Regions from separate parts of the Mus musculus genome. Here regions 2 and 3 are each linked to region 1. The links are chromatin contacts, called in public HiChIP or PLAC-seq maps. All regions are on one chromosome and are shown on one strand. Each heading gives the region's core, a stretch centred on a gene start, on an enhancer-like site or on the middle of the called end of the contact. The rest is flanking DNA. Distances are from core to core; before and after follow the strand shown. Region 1 holds the start of Doc2b (double C2, beta). Region 2 overlaps Vps53 (VPS53 GARP complex subunit). Region 3 overlaps Vps53 (VPS53 GARP complex subunit).

Region 1 (4,250 bases), core at 1,587-4,086:
GGGAGCTGGGGCCTTGAGTGATGCTGTGTGTTCTTCCCTGGCCTCCTAAGCTCAGTAGGGAATGAGGTGTGTGTGTGTGTGTGTCTGTGTGTGTGTGTGTGTGTGTGTGTGTGTGTGTGTGTGTGTGTGTGTTCATGTGCCCATACTTGCATACTTTGTAGTGACAGGCAAGGGAGGGGCTTTAAAGAGGAGAACATGGCTAAGCAAACAGGCTGTTTTTGCGCCTCTGCTTGGACAACAGAGCAACCGCCCTCATTTCTTTTTGTCCGAACAGATAATCCAATAATTAGAGCAGCAAATAGCATAACCCTGGCTAAAGCCATAATGAACCATCTGGCTTGAATCACTTAGGCTTATTCTAAGAGATCTGGTTGTCAGAGCTCAGAGGGTGCACAGCCTTGGGTGCCAGGTACAGGGTGGTCCTGCTCAGGGTCTCCTCACCTGTGAGAGCTACAATCCTCGTGCTCTTAGCCCCAATGAGATGCCCAGCTTCATACCCACTTCCCGGCTCTGCAAGCTCCAGGCCTCTTCTCCACACTTGTTAGTGTAGCATAGTCGTCTGGGTGTGGCCAGCCCCCAGTTTCAGTTGAGAAAGCTGTATCTAGGATCCAACTCATGTGAACCTGTCTCCAGGGAGGACACCTGTGGCCTGAGCCCAGGGACACAGCATGGTTCTGTTTGCCCCACTCCCAGCTGTTCAAAGAGTGTCCTGAAAACACCGGAGTTGACAGACAGGAGGTGGGGCTTCTGGCTTGCTTTATTCTTTCTGGTGGGTTTCCTCCCTCTTGGTCTTATGTCATCCCTTGAGCTGCTATGGCACCTGGAGAGTGGCCTGTGGCTCAGGCACAATCTTTGTCCACCTGCTCACTCCCTCACCTGCAGAGAGAATGCTGGAAATGGGAATCACTTCTATCCTCTCTTCCCAGGATGACTCTGGATCCCCCAAGGGGGCTAACTGTGGTCTTACTTAGAGCCTCCCTAGAGGGCAGCCAGCCTGGATCCTTGCACAGAGTGCCAGGAATTGGGCAGAAAGTAAATCCAGGGCGCAGCTCTGAAGATTTTAATAAATTCAGCCCACCTAGTTTCCCTCAACCTGCAGGACAGCAGAGGGCAAGGCCTGCTCCCCAGCCTTTATGCTTGTGGGTAGGTTCTCCATATGCCCTGAGTTAGGGGGTCCAGGTCTAGAACGCACACAAAAGGCAGTGTTCCAGCTCAGGCTTGATCCACCTCTGTTGATGGGCTCTCTAAAGTGAACAGTGGAGTCTGTTCCCAGGGTGACACTGTGAACTCCCATCCTTAGCGTCCAGAGGCACATGGTATGCTGGGGAACAGTCAGCCCCTAGCCCAGAGGCCCTGGGGAACGCCCAGACAAGGCATAACTACCAATGTTGCACGGAGGAGGGGCTGCTTTTGCCTTGGGCAAGCTGGGATGGGTCCCCCCAATCCCATGGGCCCATGGCATCTATGACTAGGTTCTGAGGCTGGCTTTGTTTTTTTTTTTTTTTCTAAGTGAAACAGGGTGACAGCTGGGCTGGGGCCCTTCCATGTAGTCACCCCAGCCGCAGCCACAGCCCTCAGCAAATTCACGGGACAGGTGATGTGACTTCTTCCCTCCTTGGCTTCCTGGATGGTCCCTGGTGGGCAGGGTTAGGCATCCTCAGGGACCACACAAGCCACCAGGAGAGGTCCTGGCCTGGCTCGGGAGACCCTGGTGTCTGTTGTCTCCCTGGGGCTGAGTCCGAGAGGAGGGGGCGCGGCTGGGGACCCTCCTGACCGGGGAAGCCGGCGTAACAGGTGGGCGAAGGTCCACGGCCAGGGCCGGCGGGGTCCGCAGATGCGGGAGGAGGAACCGCCAAGGTTTTTCCAAAGGACAAGCGGCCCCGCGGTCCTGGTTCTCGGCCCGCGCACCAGCAGAGCCGTGGCGCGGTGCGGGCCGCCGGGCCCGCCCCAGCTACCGCAGGGTCCCCAGCTCTCCGGGTGGACACCCCGGGACAGCCCGCACAGGGCTCTGGGGCCTGGCGCAACCGCGCGGCCCGCAGCAACTGGTGTCTCTCCGGGGCGCAGCTCCGCCCTTCCCGGGAACAAAAGCCGCCGCCCGCGCAGGAGCTCCTGGCGCGCGGGCCGAGAAGGGGTGCGGGGCGCGCCTCGGGGAGCGGAGGCCTGGAAACGGGGCGCCCCAGAGGACGCCCCCAAACTTCCCAGCTCTCCCGTGCGGTTGTTCCGGGCGGCGGCGGCGCTTGCCCTGCGGGGACCCGGGTGCGGGGAGGGGGCGAGCGGCCGGCGACTGGGAAACTTACTGCAGTCGTCTGACTCGTAGCCGTCGACGTCCGGCTCGTCCTCGGGGGGCTTGGCGGGCGGCCTCGCGGGGCTGGGGCCGGGGCTGGGGCCTGGGCTGGCTCCGTAGGCTCCGAAGAGCTGGTCCACATCTTCGTCGTCGTCGCGGGCGCCGTCGGAGGGGCTGCGGGGGCTGGCGCTGGCTGCGGGAGAGCGCGCGGGGGCGTCCGGGGGCGCGGGGGCGCGGGGCGCGGCGGTAGGGGGGAGGCCCCGCGGGAAGCGGGGAAAATAATCGGAGATCTGCTTGATAGGCCGAATGGGGCCGGGACACACGTCGATGGCCATATGCTCCTGGATGCTGATGGTCGCCTTCTCCCCGCGCCGCCGGAGGGTCATGCAGGCAGCGCCGCGGCGCGCGGCCCGGCCCGGCCCGGTGTGACCCCGGCCCGGGGGCAAGTCAGCGGGTCCCGCGGGGCGCTGCGGGGGCTGCGGTCATCGCCAGCGTGGCCCCCGGACGGCCCTGACGCGGCTGCTGCCTGCTCGGCGGCGGCCGGTGCGAGTGAGTGCGGGGCCGGCAGCAGGGGGCGGGCCCAGCCCGCGTCACCCGGCAGCAACCAAGCGGTGAGTGTGCGGGCTGCGCGCGCGGGCGGGCGGGCTGGCGGGCACGGAGAGAGCGAGGGAGCGAGCGAGCCAGGAGAGCAACCACTTCCTCGCGCTCACACGGCGCGCTCACACACGCGGGAGACGCGCAGGGCCACTCGGAGCCTTTGCCTCACTTAGGCTCGCAGACTGGGTGCCAGCCCATGAGGGGCTGCATTCCACTCTCGTGCAGACACACACAGACACACAAATGTGTGTAGAGACACTCAGTGGAAAAGATCACCCATTCCGGGCTCCAGGCTACAGACACATGCACTGGTGGATGCTAAGGCATGGTGCACCTCCCCAGCATGCAAAATACATACAAGAGACACATGTTCGCAAGGATGCCCAGGGCAGTCTTCCGTGCTGGGCTCAACTCACAGAACCCATAATAGCCATAGAAGCCATTTGGGGATGTGGATAGGAACTCCTCAAAAAATCCCCTCCTTTGTAGAGGCAGGTAGGTAGGCCACAGGATTACCCTGCCAGGGAACAGGCTGTTTACTTCCTAGCAGGACAAGTGTACCCTGGGCTGTCCCAGGACACTGCTGGGACAGTCTGCTTACTTCCTCTCAGGTCACATGTAAACAGGAGCGTCTATGACCTGGGCCAGACTCCTCACTCAGTCCCTGAGTGGCTTAAAAGACCCAGAAGAACAGGCTGGGTGAGAACTTGGACCGGGGCATGGTCAGGATGGACAGAGGGAAGCAGGCCAGGCCAGGGATCTCCTGGGGTGATGACTGAGTTCAGGTGTAAAGGCAAGGTGCTGCCTGGCCCACACTTGTGCCTCCCATGCCAGGCAAATCCCTGCCGCAGTTCAGGGAACAGCTGTGCTGGGAGCAGGCTGCTGCGTGTGCAGATGCATCTCCAGTAAGCCCTGGGCCGGCGAGGATGGAACCCTGTTTACTCTGGTTTTCACTGACGCGTGGGAGAGGCTTATCATTTTTGGCTGTGTCCCTCTTTTGTCAAGGTTCTCAACCCATGGGCTGTGACCCCTTGGCGGACTGTCGATTTCGACCATGGGAAAACACAGAGATTTACATGGCAATTTATAACAGTAGGAAACTTACGCTTATGAAGTGGCAATGAAAATAATTTTACGGTTGGGAGTTGCCACAACACAAGGAACTGTATTGAAGGGTCGCAGCATTAGGAAGGTTGAGACCCACTGCCCTACTGAGTCTAATATGAGAGTGTCAACCCAGAACAGGCTGGGTGAGGACTTGGACTGGGGCATGGTCAGGATGAACAGAGGGAAGCAGGCCAGGACAGGGATCTCCTGGGATGATGACTGATGCAAGGTGAGGGCTGGAGCTAGGAGAGGAGAGGGCCTT
Region 2 (4,218 bases), core at 185-2,684, 300 kb after region 1:
GGCTAGCCAAGGGTACAGAAAAGGGGGAAGGTGAGAAGGGGACCTTTACAACTTTATATACACCCAGTAATTTTCTCTTTCACATCTAGTAACTTTCATGTTTTTAAATTTTAGGCCAGATTTCTTAAAAATTCTGGTTCTGTTTTTGTTTTTTAAGACAAAGAGCTTCATTCTATATCCTAGAAAATCCTTCTGCTTCTACCTCCTAAGTACTGAAATACCAGGGATATCCCATTACACCTGCTCAAAACTCCGGTCCTTCTTAAGGATAAATATCCACCAGATCTTGTGTATCTTACCATGTGGAAACTCCCACCAATGCTGGGCCCTGGAGAGGACTTGGAGAGAGTCTCTGGGAAAGCACAGGGCTTTACCCAGCCCACAGCTGCTCACCTCAGAGCACGGGCGCCAGGAGCTGGTCTCTGTTTCTTCTAGGTTAACACAGATGACCCATCATGAAGGCTGTGAGGAGTATGTGTGTGCATATGTGTGTTCACCCATGTGTGTGTGTGTGTGTGTGTGTGTGTGTGTGTGTGTGTGTGTGTGTGTGAGAGAGAGAGAGAGAGAGAGAGAGAGAGAGAGAGAGAGAGAGAGATCCTGAGCACACAGTGTAGTTAACAGCTGGCTAATACAGGCTTCTCCAGCTGACCCCAACAATGCATCTTCACATGGGTCCTGGGGGTTGAGCTCAATTAGTCAGGCTTGTACAGAAGCACTTTTTCCTGCCTCAGCCTTCCAAGAAGGGGCGCAAGTTTATGCTGCTTTGCCTGGCAAAATATAGTTTAATTAACAAGTGGTTCCAAAGACTGGATCTTGTATATGAAGACATTTTAGGAATATCTTAATCTGTGGTTTTGCTTATAGTTTCCTAACTGTGTACAAAACAACATATGGTTTTAAACACATGTCTGACAAGTCTAAAGGCTCCTTGGTGAGTATAAAATACAGATCTGTACTTGGGAGAACATGGCTTTGTGATGCTCTAACAAGGTCATCTAGACTGATGTTCATGGGTCTTTCCATGGTGAGGCTCCACAGAATATACAGAAGCTGCATCAGCAGACAGGCAGGTGCCCCAAGTCTACCTTGGGTGACTGATCTATCTCTGCCTTGTCTGTCATTAGTCCTGTCACCACAGTGCCTAGTTCCTGTTGATGTATTTTATGAGTTGAAGCATGGCAGGGATAACAAGAGGCACTGCCCAGGTTTCTTTCTCTTACCACTTTTCCACAGGGCTGCCCTGGCCCATGGCTGCTCTATGAATGTGCTCATGTTTAGTGAGTAGGTGCTGGAATTTCAGCTCACACTGGTGTCTCCCTTTGCACCAGGCAGCTCCCCGAAGAGCTGATCCTCAGCTTAAAGAATACACTAAGTCATTTAGCAGTAGCACTCAGGCTGGACTGCTGAGTGTGTGAATTCTGTCCAAGAGCTGCAGATGTTTAAGCTATTTCCTCCCGGAGTTTGATGGAATAATAAAAGGTTACTGTTGTCACAGTAAGGAGGTCTGCAGCTGGCCCCATTTCCTTTTATTACTATCCAATGTAAACAGATTAAATCTAACTGCTTGGATCACCAGAAGGGTACATTTGCAAACCAGAAATTCCTGATTTCTTCTCTCTCCTCCTGTGCCCTCAGTCCCTTTTCAAATGTTCTTTTTATATTACTGGGAATATCTTGGCAACTAGGCACTCAGGTCTTCTCATGAAGTAGACACTACTTTTTCAAGTTCACACTCCTTTCTCAGCAGCTAGACACAAACTGCAACAGGGAGCAAGAAGTGACCTTGACCCTGGGAGCCAACTGCCTACTGGCTGGAGCAAGGAGACGGCTCAAGTAACGAAGGACAACAGAAGGGGATCCCTGCTAATGCTGTGGAGTCTCTTCCCTGCACCCCAAGAGCTCCTGTTCTTCCAGTACATAAAACTCCAGAAGCCAACTGGCTGCTGGGAAGGCATCTGAGAGTCCATCTAGCAAGCCAGAGGTGTGAGTAACATATGGGGGGCATTAGTCACTGTGTGAGTGTTACTACTAATAAAGAACAGCCTTAAATGACAGGGACATCACCTAGATCAGAATTTGTTATTAGTTTTGTTTTGTTTTGTTTTGTTTTGTTTTATTTAAACACATGTAAAACTTTAGGTGTAAAACAAGCTTGGCCTGGAGGTCCACACACAAAGTAACTGAGAATGGAGCTGCTATAGCTGCAGGGACCTTGGTTTCTTTCTCTCCCAACTCCCCAAGGACCATCAAAGAACACAGCATGAAGGTCACAATATGACAGCATGGAGGCTGAGAGAGCCTAAAACCTACCTAAGGCCAGCACCTGTGAGCAGCCCTGAGCAGCAGACACAGGCCCCGAATTCTCATCACTGCAGAGTCCTGCTTTCCCCTGCCTGCTCGTCCAGGATCAGTCATCACTGTCCTTGGAACCTGCAGGTCTTGGTCTTACAACAGTCACTTCAAGCTTTCATGAAGAGGAAAAAATTTCAAGACAAAACCAAAGTCATATTTTATCCAGCAAAAGGGTGCAAAGGTAATGAAGGGACTCTGCTGACTCAGTGTAATGGCACCCAGAGGTAACCAGCTAACACAGAGCACTGAGTGCTCAAACTGCATGGCCCTAATCAATCAAGGCAAAGGCAGCTTATAGCTTGGGGAGGCAGGAAGGCCCCATACAAAGCATGACTGCACAAGGCATGTTTCTACTAAGCAGGTGGCCCAGTGGAATTTACCAAAAAAATTGAAGCCCCTCCAATCTGAGTCCTTGCTCCCACTCTGAGAACTGCACTGGGGTCAGAAGCAATATCCCCTTGTCTGTGCTACCTAATAATACTACAGCTTTAAACAAGCTACAGCTAGCCCCACTTTTCTGGGATAGACTCACAGCAACTCTCAGTTCTTCCTGATTACTTTTGCCCATAAACTTCACTTCTATGGTCTTCACTTTTTAATAAGACATGAAGTGTGTATGGGGGGGAGGTGCTAGGAAAGGAATTCAAGTTTCCATCTGCTAGACCTGGCTGCTAGTCCCACCCCTCCACTTCCAAACTTATAGCCCTGTGTGATCGAGCTGGTGAGCCTCTCTGAGCTGTACTTTCATCACCTGTAAACGAGAGGGACACATAGTGAAAGTGAAATGAAAGAAAGCGTGTAAAGATTTTGAAATTATAAAGTGCCTTAAATGTGAGGTACCTGTGTTATTACAATTACTTAATCAATGGAACAGACACATTTAATGGCTTCTAGGAATTCTGCTGTCTGACTCCTGTCAGAATTCACCCAACCTTGCCACTTGGAATGCAGAGCTAGCTGCACACTGTGTGGCTGTATTTCCTCAAGCTGGCCTCCCAGCCACCTCCCTTTGGCTGGTGTCTGGAGAGAAACAATGCCACCCAATAACCCTCTAGCAGCCAAGTGTAGAGCATGAAAGAGAAGGAGCTCTAATCCAGAAAGGAAACAGCTGACTTACTGCTCTAGCATCTCCTGTCATAAAATAGCAATGAAACAAAAACACCATTCTGTAGGAAGAAGGAACAGGAAATTTTGAGCTGGACAGAAAGTGCTGAAGGAAATTAAAAGTGCTGGTGTGCTCTGAAAAGAAACTCCAAAGGCTCTGCTGGTCACCCTGATGTTTCCAAGGCCTCCCCATTGGCTTCCAATTGGCTAGCTCTGTGCAGAGGGCTCTTCCAGCCCGGGGATGGCATAGCTAACCTCAGAGTATCTTGCATTATCACAGTACTGGAGGAGAGGAAGGGAGCTGCCTGACAGCCCCAGAAGATGCTGAACAAGACAGAACTATAACTGGGCAGCCCTGTGCACAGGCTGCGGCAAGCATGTGGTGCTACATGCTGAGTGGAGGCTCTTCTGCAACACATCAGGGCAGGAACATGGTTCTTCGTCATCTGATTGCGTCCTTATACGAGGCCTTCTGTAAGTCATGATCTCTGAGTGTGATCCTGGCCAGATCATACCTGAAGTGAGCAACCCACTTTCAGGAAGAGCATGAGTTACACACTACAATACCAGCAGACTTACTTGCTCTAACTCTCCTTTCTCCAGAGCCAGCTCCTCCATCTCTGGTGTTGTCTCATCTTCCAGGAAAGGATTGGTAGATGGTGGTGGGGACTCCAGCTTTTTCTATTAAGACATGAGAAAGGTGTTATTTCTGAGCATGAGCCTGTGGGGCAACTCACTTTATCCAAGTTTTCTAACATCTGG
Region 3 (4,670 bases), core at 536-3,035, 320 kb after region 1:
CTGGGGCAGTGGTTGAGACTTTACATCTTTATCCAAGAGTAGGAGGCAGAGAGAGAGAGAGACAGAGAGAGACAGAGAGACAGAGAGACAGAGAGAGACAGAGACAGAGAGACAGAGAGATCCAGGAATGGTGCTAGCTTTTTTTTTGTTTGTTTTGTTTTGTTTTGATTTTTTCGAGACAGGGTTTCTCTGTATAGCCCTGGCTGTCCTGGAACTCACTCTGTAGACCAGGCTGGCCTAGAACTCAGAAATCCGCCTGCCTCTGCCTCCCGAGTGCTGGGATTAAAGACGTGCACCACCACGTCCAGCAGTGCTAGCTTTTGAAACCACAAAACCCTCCTAAAACCACAAAACTGGCATACCTCTTAATCCTTCAAAACATTTCTACCAACTGGGGAACAGTATTCAAGCACATGAGCCTATGGGAGCCACTCTTATTCAAACTACCACACTTGGACACTTTATTTTCTTAAAAAAAAAAAATTTTTTTTTTGAGACAAGATTTCTCTGTGTAGTCCTGGCTGGTCTCGAACTCAGAGATCCACTCATAGGGTATATCTCCTGTGCAGTCCACACTGGCCTAGAACTCACTGTGTAGTCCAAGCTAACTCATGATCCTTCTGCTTCAATCTCCAGGATGCTGGGGTGGTAGGCATACCCACCAATCAATACTTTAAAAAAATTCTTGGTTCGACTTTGCAAACCTTGTAAATTAGTATTGCAAGGACTTGTAGAAAAAAATCAATAGCCTTTTAAAATGGAAAAAGAAAACTTTTAACAATTCCCCATCAGGAAACAGCCAGGAAAGGTAATAAAGCCAACAAATCCTTTTAACATCATACTCAACTGGGACCTAGGAGAGAGAGTAGAAGGGCCATAGCTAGATGATGGGCAAACAGTAAGACAATCTTCACTCGTATCCTTCTGAAGCATCGTGCAATGGGATGGAGCAGAGAACACAGAAAGGCAGTCGCCTAGGAAGACAACTGTTCAAACCTAGCCACTAACTTGAAAAAGTAGCTACTAGCCAGGCACCCTCTTTCTGCTTCTCAGAATTCCCTTTTCCTATAGGGCCAACGAGAACATGGCTTTCCAGTCTCTTCCTTTCCTGAGTCACATCAGGTGACCAGCGAGATGAGGGTCTCCAAGTAAAGGCCTCACAAATCATCATATTCCTGGCAGTCAGCTGCAAAGCACGAAGGCGGTAAGGTCAGGAGCTGGTCTATAGAAAGCAATCTCAAAGCCAGGGCTGCCATCCCCACCTATTTCCTCAAATGTAGCACAGAGGGAAAGCGATTAAGATATTTCCAGTTATTGAATTACAGAGCAGATTCAGGAAATGCTCCTTGGCTCCCAAGCGAATGTATATCCATCCCCATCTCCACCCACAAAGCCCGGAGAGGAATGTGGCTAGCCGAGGAATGCTGCTGGCCGGGTGCTCTGCTTCACTTCTGCCTTCAACAATGCTTTCTCTTGAAATAGCTCAAATAATAGAGAAAACAAGCCTCTGCGGGTTCTGTCCTACCCGACACATGCAAAGCATTAAGATGACATCTGCTGCAGTGTGAAGGATGGGGCTAATAGCAGCACAGTGACAGCCAGGGGAGGGGAGCCCGAGTGAGACATGGACCCAGCAGCTCCCAGGCGAAGCCTGTAGGCTTCACAGACACAACAGAGACAACTCCACCACCAGCGAGCTCGAAAATCCCAGGGACAAGGATTCCCATCATTAAAAGTGAGTCTCTGGACTCTGTCATGAGAGTTACATAAGCTCCCAGACATGCCTCCCAGTTGTCTTTTCACCAAACCAAAACCAGTGTTATGTAACAATCCTAAGAACATTAGGGTTTAAAGTTTGTTTGTTTGGTTCTTTTTTTTTTTTTTTTAAAAAGAAAAAAAAACACACAGCTATGTGGGTGGGGGGAGTGAGTTTATTGGGCAGACAAGCTACAAGACTTGACACACATTAAATTAAACCAAATGAATGCCCATTTATTTTTCCCAGAGAGAGGGTCTCATGTAGCCCAGGTTGCCTCAAACTCACTATGTAGGAAAGGATGAATTCCAACTCTGATTCTCTTGCCTCCACCTTCCTAGGGCTTGGATTACAGACGTGAATCACCACACCCAACTTATTTGGGGTTAATGATCAAACCCAGGCCTCAGGCATGCTTAGGTAAGTATTCTACCAACCAACATTCCTGGCCTGAGTCCTCTTTCTGATGCTAGAAGGACAGACAAACAATCGGCATTGTATCAAGACACATAAAACAGGCTCATCTGAGTCGGCAGACCCTTGGCCTGTGCCAGCCAACACTTGTGGGTGATACAACATGAGTTATCACTCGGGTACCTCATTCTCCCTGCAGGGAGTGTGAACACAGTGATAATATCAGAGGCAAAATACAAACCAATACCTTGGTACCCTGCGAAGGAAATGCTTCTTCAAAGTCAGCCAGGATTTGCTGTCCTAACTCTGTCTGTGCAGCCTTCACCCTGTGGGAGGGAGAAGGGACTGTATTAATGACTGGCGCCATTTTCAAATCCTCATATACAAGTGTGCATGGACCCACAGGGTCAGGAACTATGGCGGTCTCTATGTCTGTGCAGGTAATTACCTGGGAATGAAAAGGTATAGACAGCTGGGAAAGAGATATCACACAGAAGCAGGGTTATGATCAGCATTTCAGGATGTGTTATTTTACTTTTTTATTTTTTATTTTTAGTTTTAGTGCTAGGGATTGAACCTATGCCTTGGGCATGGGAGGCAAGTGCTCTGTCACTGAGCATACTGCCAGCCCTTCAGGACACAGTTCTAGGTCACTCTTCCCTACTGTGAGGTATCTAGATTGAACGTGTATAACATTTCATGGAAATATAACAGCAGCCTGACCAAACACAAACCTATTGTGTCACTGGAACAACTGTTTCCTGTTCTGTGGGACACAGGCTTAGAAGAGTGCTTCAGACTGTTTCAGTGTGGTTTATATTTGCTTTTCATAATATTTTAATATAATATGTTAATTTTTAAAATACTTTAAAACAACAAAAAGAGTGTTCTCTAAGGTAAAAGAAAAAAGAGCGAGATGACCAGTGAACGGTTCTTTGTAAGTGAAGGGCATTATTAACTTCGAAGGGCATAATCCCAGCACTGAAAAGGTAGAAGCAGAGGATCACAAGTTCAAAGCCAGAGTGAGATGCATAAGAGCATGTCTCACAAAGCAAAACAAAACAAGACAGGCAAAACAAGCAATAGGCACTGGATGAAGATTTAACTTCAAGAGAATAAAACTGAACTGTAAGGAAAACTAAGCAGAAGGATGGGGTGGGCTGGTTCTTGATGGTGTCTGCAGGATTGCAGGGTGATCAGGAACGATGCAGCATGAATGGTGGATGAAGGGGAAGGAGACAGTGCTGGAGTGAAACAGGACGTGCGCATCAGCAAGCACTGTGATCATGTCATGTCCTCCTTGTCCTGACAGCTGCCTCGCCTCATGATACCTGGCTTGTCCCAGCCAGAAACAGAGCTAAAGAGTGAGGCTCTTGAGCAGCTGTTGAACTTCCCTGAGCCTGAGGTAAAGACTTGCTTTGCTAAAAGCACCATGAAACAGCATGCCTCCTTTCTTGGACTCCACCCTGAAACTTCTGGATTGATTTACAAAGTTTCTAGCAATAGTGAACTTGAAACCACAATTTCTTTGGCTACTTAGGAGAACCTGGCAAGGGGCTGAGATTTTATTTTTAACGAGAGGATAGGCATGACCCAGAACACTCAGTTTCTTCCTGTGGCACAGTTATAATCATGCCTGATTCCAAATACTTTCCAGGGTTTTTCCACTATCTTCAAATGTTCCAAACCATTCCTATAGAAGAGTTTATATTCTTTTCAGTTTGTGTTCAAGATATGGCTGTGCTGGAATCTACCCCACCCCCACCTGGAGTTGCCTCAGAGACATCGGGAAACTTCCCCTAAGTATAAAGGATAATGTGAGAGAAAAGAATGTACTTTCATAAAATTGTCCTTCAGAGCATCTTGCGACTTCCCAGGCTGTCTGCTGTAGAACTGGGTCACAAGGCAAAGATCCTGATGCTATTGCCTCTCTGCTCTGACCCTCTTCTTGGAAGCACAAAGACACCACCAGTTTGTTCCTGAGCCACATAATTCTGTGGGTGAGGCCCACCCCTGACCAGAAGAACGTATGGGCAGATATTCAGGGCTACCCACCCCTCAACAAGACTGCTGCACTAAGCTCTGCCTCTGTTACCCCCATCCTAGTCTATTACAATTGCCAATCTCTATGTTCTTGCTGATTTTAACACCACAGTGCTGGAAAGACAACCACAGTCTATGATGGGCCTTGGTACTAGAGTACAAAAGACCAGGCTTCCTTATGTAATGATTTCTAACTAATGTTCAAAGGGAGGGAGGGAATAAAGGGTGAGGATGGAGAGATGGAGGCCTGTGCTAAGACTTCAGAGTCTTTCCAGTCCTAACTATTTCACAATACCCAGCTGACAGTTCTAGCTGGCAACAGCACCTACCTTTACAAGTGGTGACAAGTGGATACATAATTAATATTGGCCAGAAGAAAAGCTTCTGCCTAGAATTGTTTGCAGCAATGGTTGTTAAAGTGTCTCCCAGTGACTGAGATGAAAGAGCGGCTCTTCCC

What was found. HiChIP or PLAC-seq counts read pairs in DNA pulled down with a chosen protein or histone mark.
Region 2: a contact with region 1 is called in an H3K4me3 HiChIP or PLAC-seq map of embryonic limb bud, with 4 times the contacts expected there. The contact joins the enhancer-like site here to the promoter of Doc2b in region 1. A contact is called at or near these places in 15 of 39 promoter capture datasets (the C10 cell line, the HPC-7 cell line, HPC-7-derived erythroid cells and 11 more), 4 of 15 datasets of contacts at CTCF or cohesin (the NIH/3T3 cell line, large pre-B cells, pro-B cells and 1 more), 24 of 484 Hi-C or Micro-C datasets (B cells, the C2C12 cell line, the C3H10T1/2 cell line and 18 more), 6 of 115 datasets of contacts at active chromatin or transcription factors (T-cell acute lymphoblastic leukemia, embryonic basal ganglia, embryonic forebrain and 3 more) and 3 of 9 other capture datasets (adipose tissue, liver and pancreatic islet).
Region 3: a contact with region 1 is called in an H3K4me3 HiChIP or PLAC-seq map of embryonic forebrain, with 4 times the contacts expected there. The contact joins the enhancer-like site here to the promoter of Doc2b in region 1. A contact is called at or near these places in 12 of 39 promoter capture datasets (the C10 cell line, the HPC-7 cell line, cranial neural crest and 9 more), 4 of 115 datasets of contacts at active chromatin or transcription factors (embryonic basal ganglia, embryonic forebrain, forebrain and 1 more) and 1 of 9 other capture datasets (embryonic stem cells).

The regions. Positions count from the first base shown.
Region 1 is chr11:75,793,224-75,797,473 of GRCm38.p6, forward strand. Doc2b (double C2, beta) reads right to left here and starts at 2,837. Exons shown (of 9, transcript NM_007873.3): 1 at 2,298-2,837. The coding sequence starts at 2,670. Gm12339 (predicted gene 12339) reads left to right here and starts at 2,586. Exons shown (of 4, transcript NR_136933.1): 1 at 2,586-2,895.
Region 2 is chr11:76,097,952-76,102,169 of GRCm38.p6, forward strand. Vps53 (VPS53 GARP complex subunit) reads right to left here. Exons shown (of 22, transcript NM_026664.4): 12 at 4,036-4,137. Among named protein-coding and RNA genes, the nearest start is that of Gm46252, 51 kb to the right of the region's middle. Within about 2 kb of position 1,435, at least 37 of the 459 cell types and tissues checked have an H3K27ac peak or open chromatin away from gene starts, as enhancers often do. A contact at or near this core is called in embryonic limb bud, where this site is marked.
Region 3 is chr11:76,119,101-76,123,770 of GRCm38.p6, forward strand. It overlaps Vps53 (VPS53 GARP complex subunit), which reads right to left. Exons shown (of 22, transcript NM_026664.4): 8 at 2,418-2,496. Among named protein-coding and RNA genes, the nearest start is that of Gm46252, 29 kb to the right of the region's middle. Within about 2 kb of position 1,786, at least 49 of the 459 cell types and tissues checked have an H3K27ac peak or open chromatin away from gene starts, as enhancers often do. A contact at or near this core is called in hippocampal neurons, where this site is marked.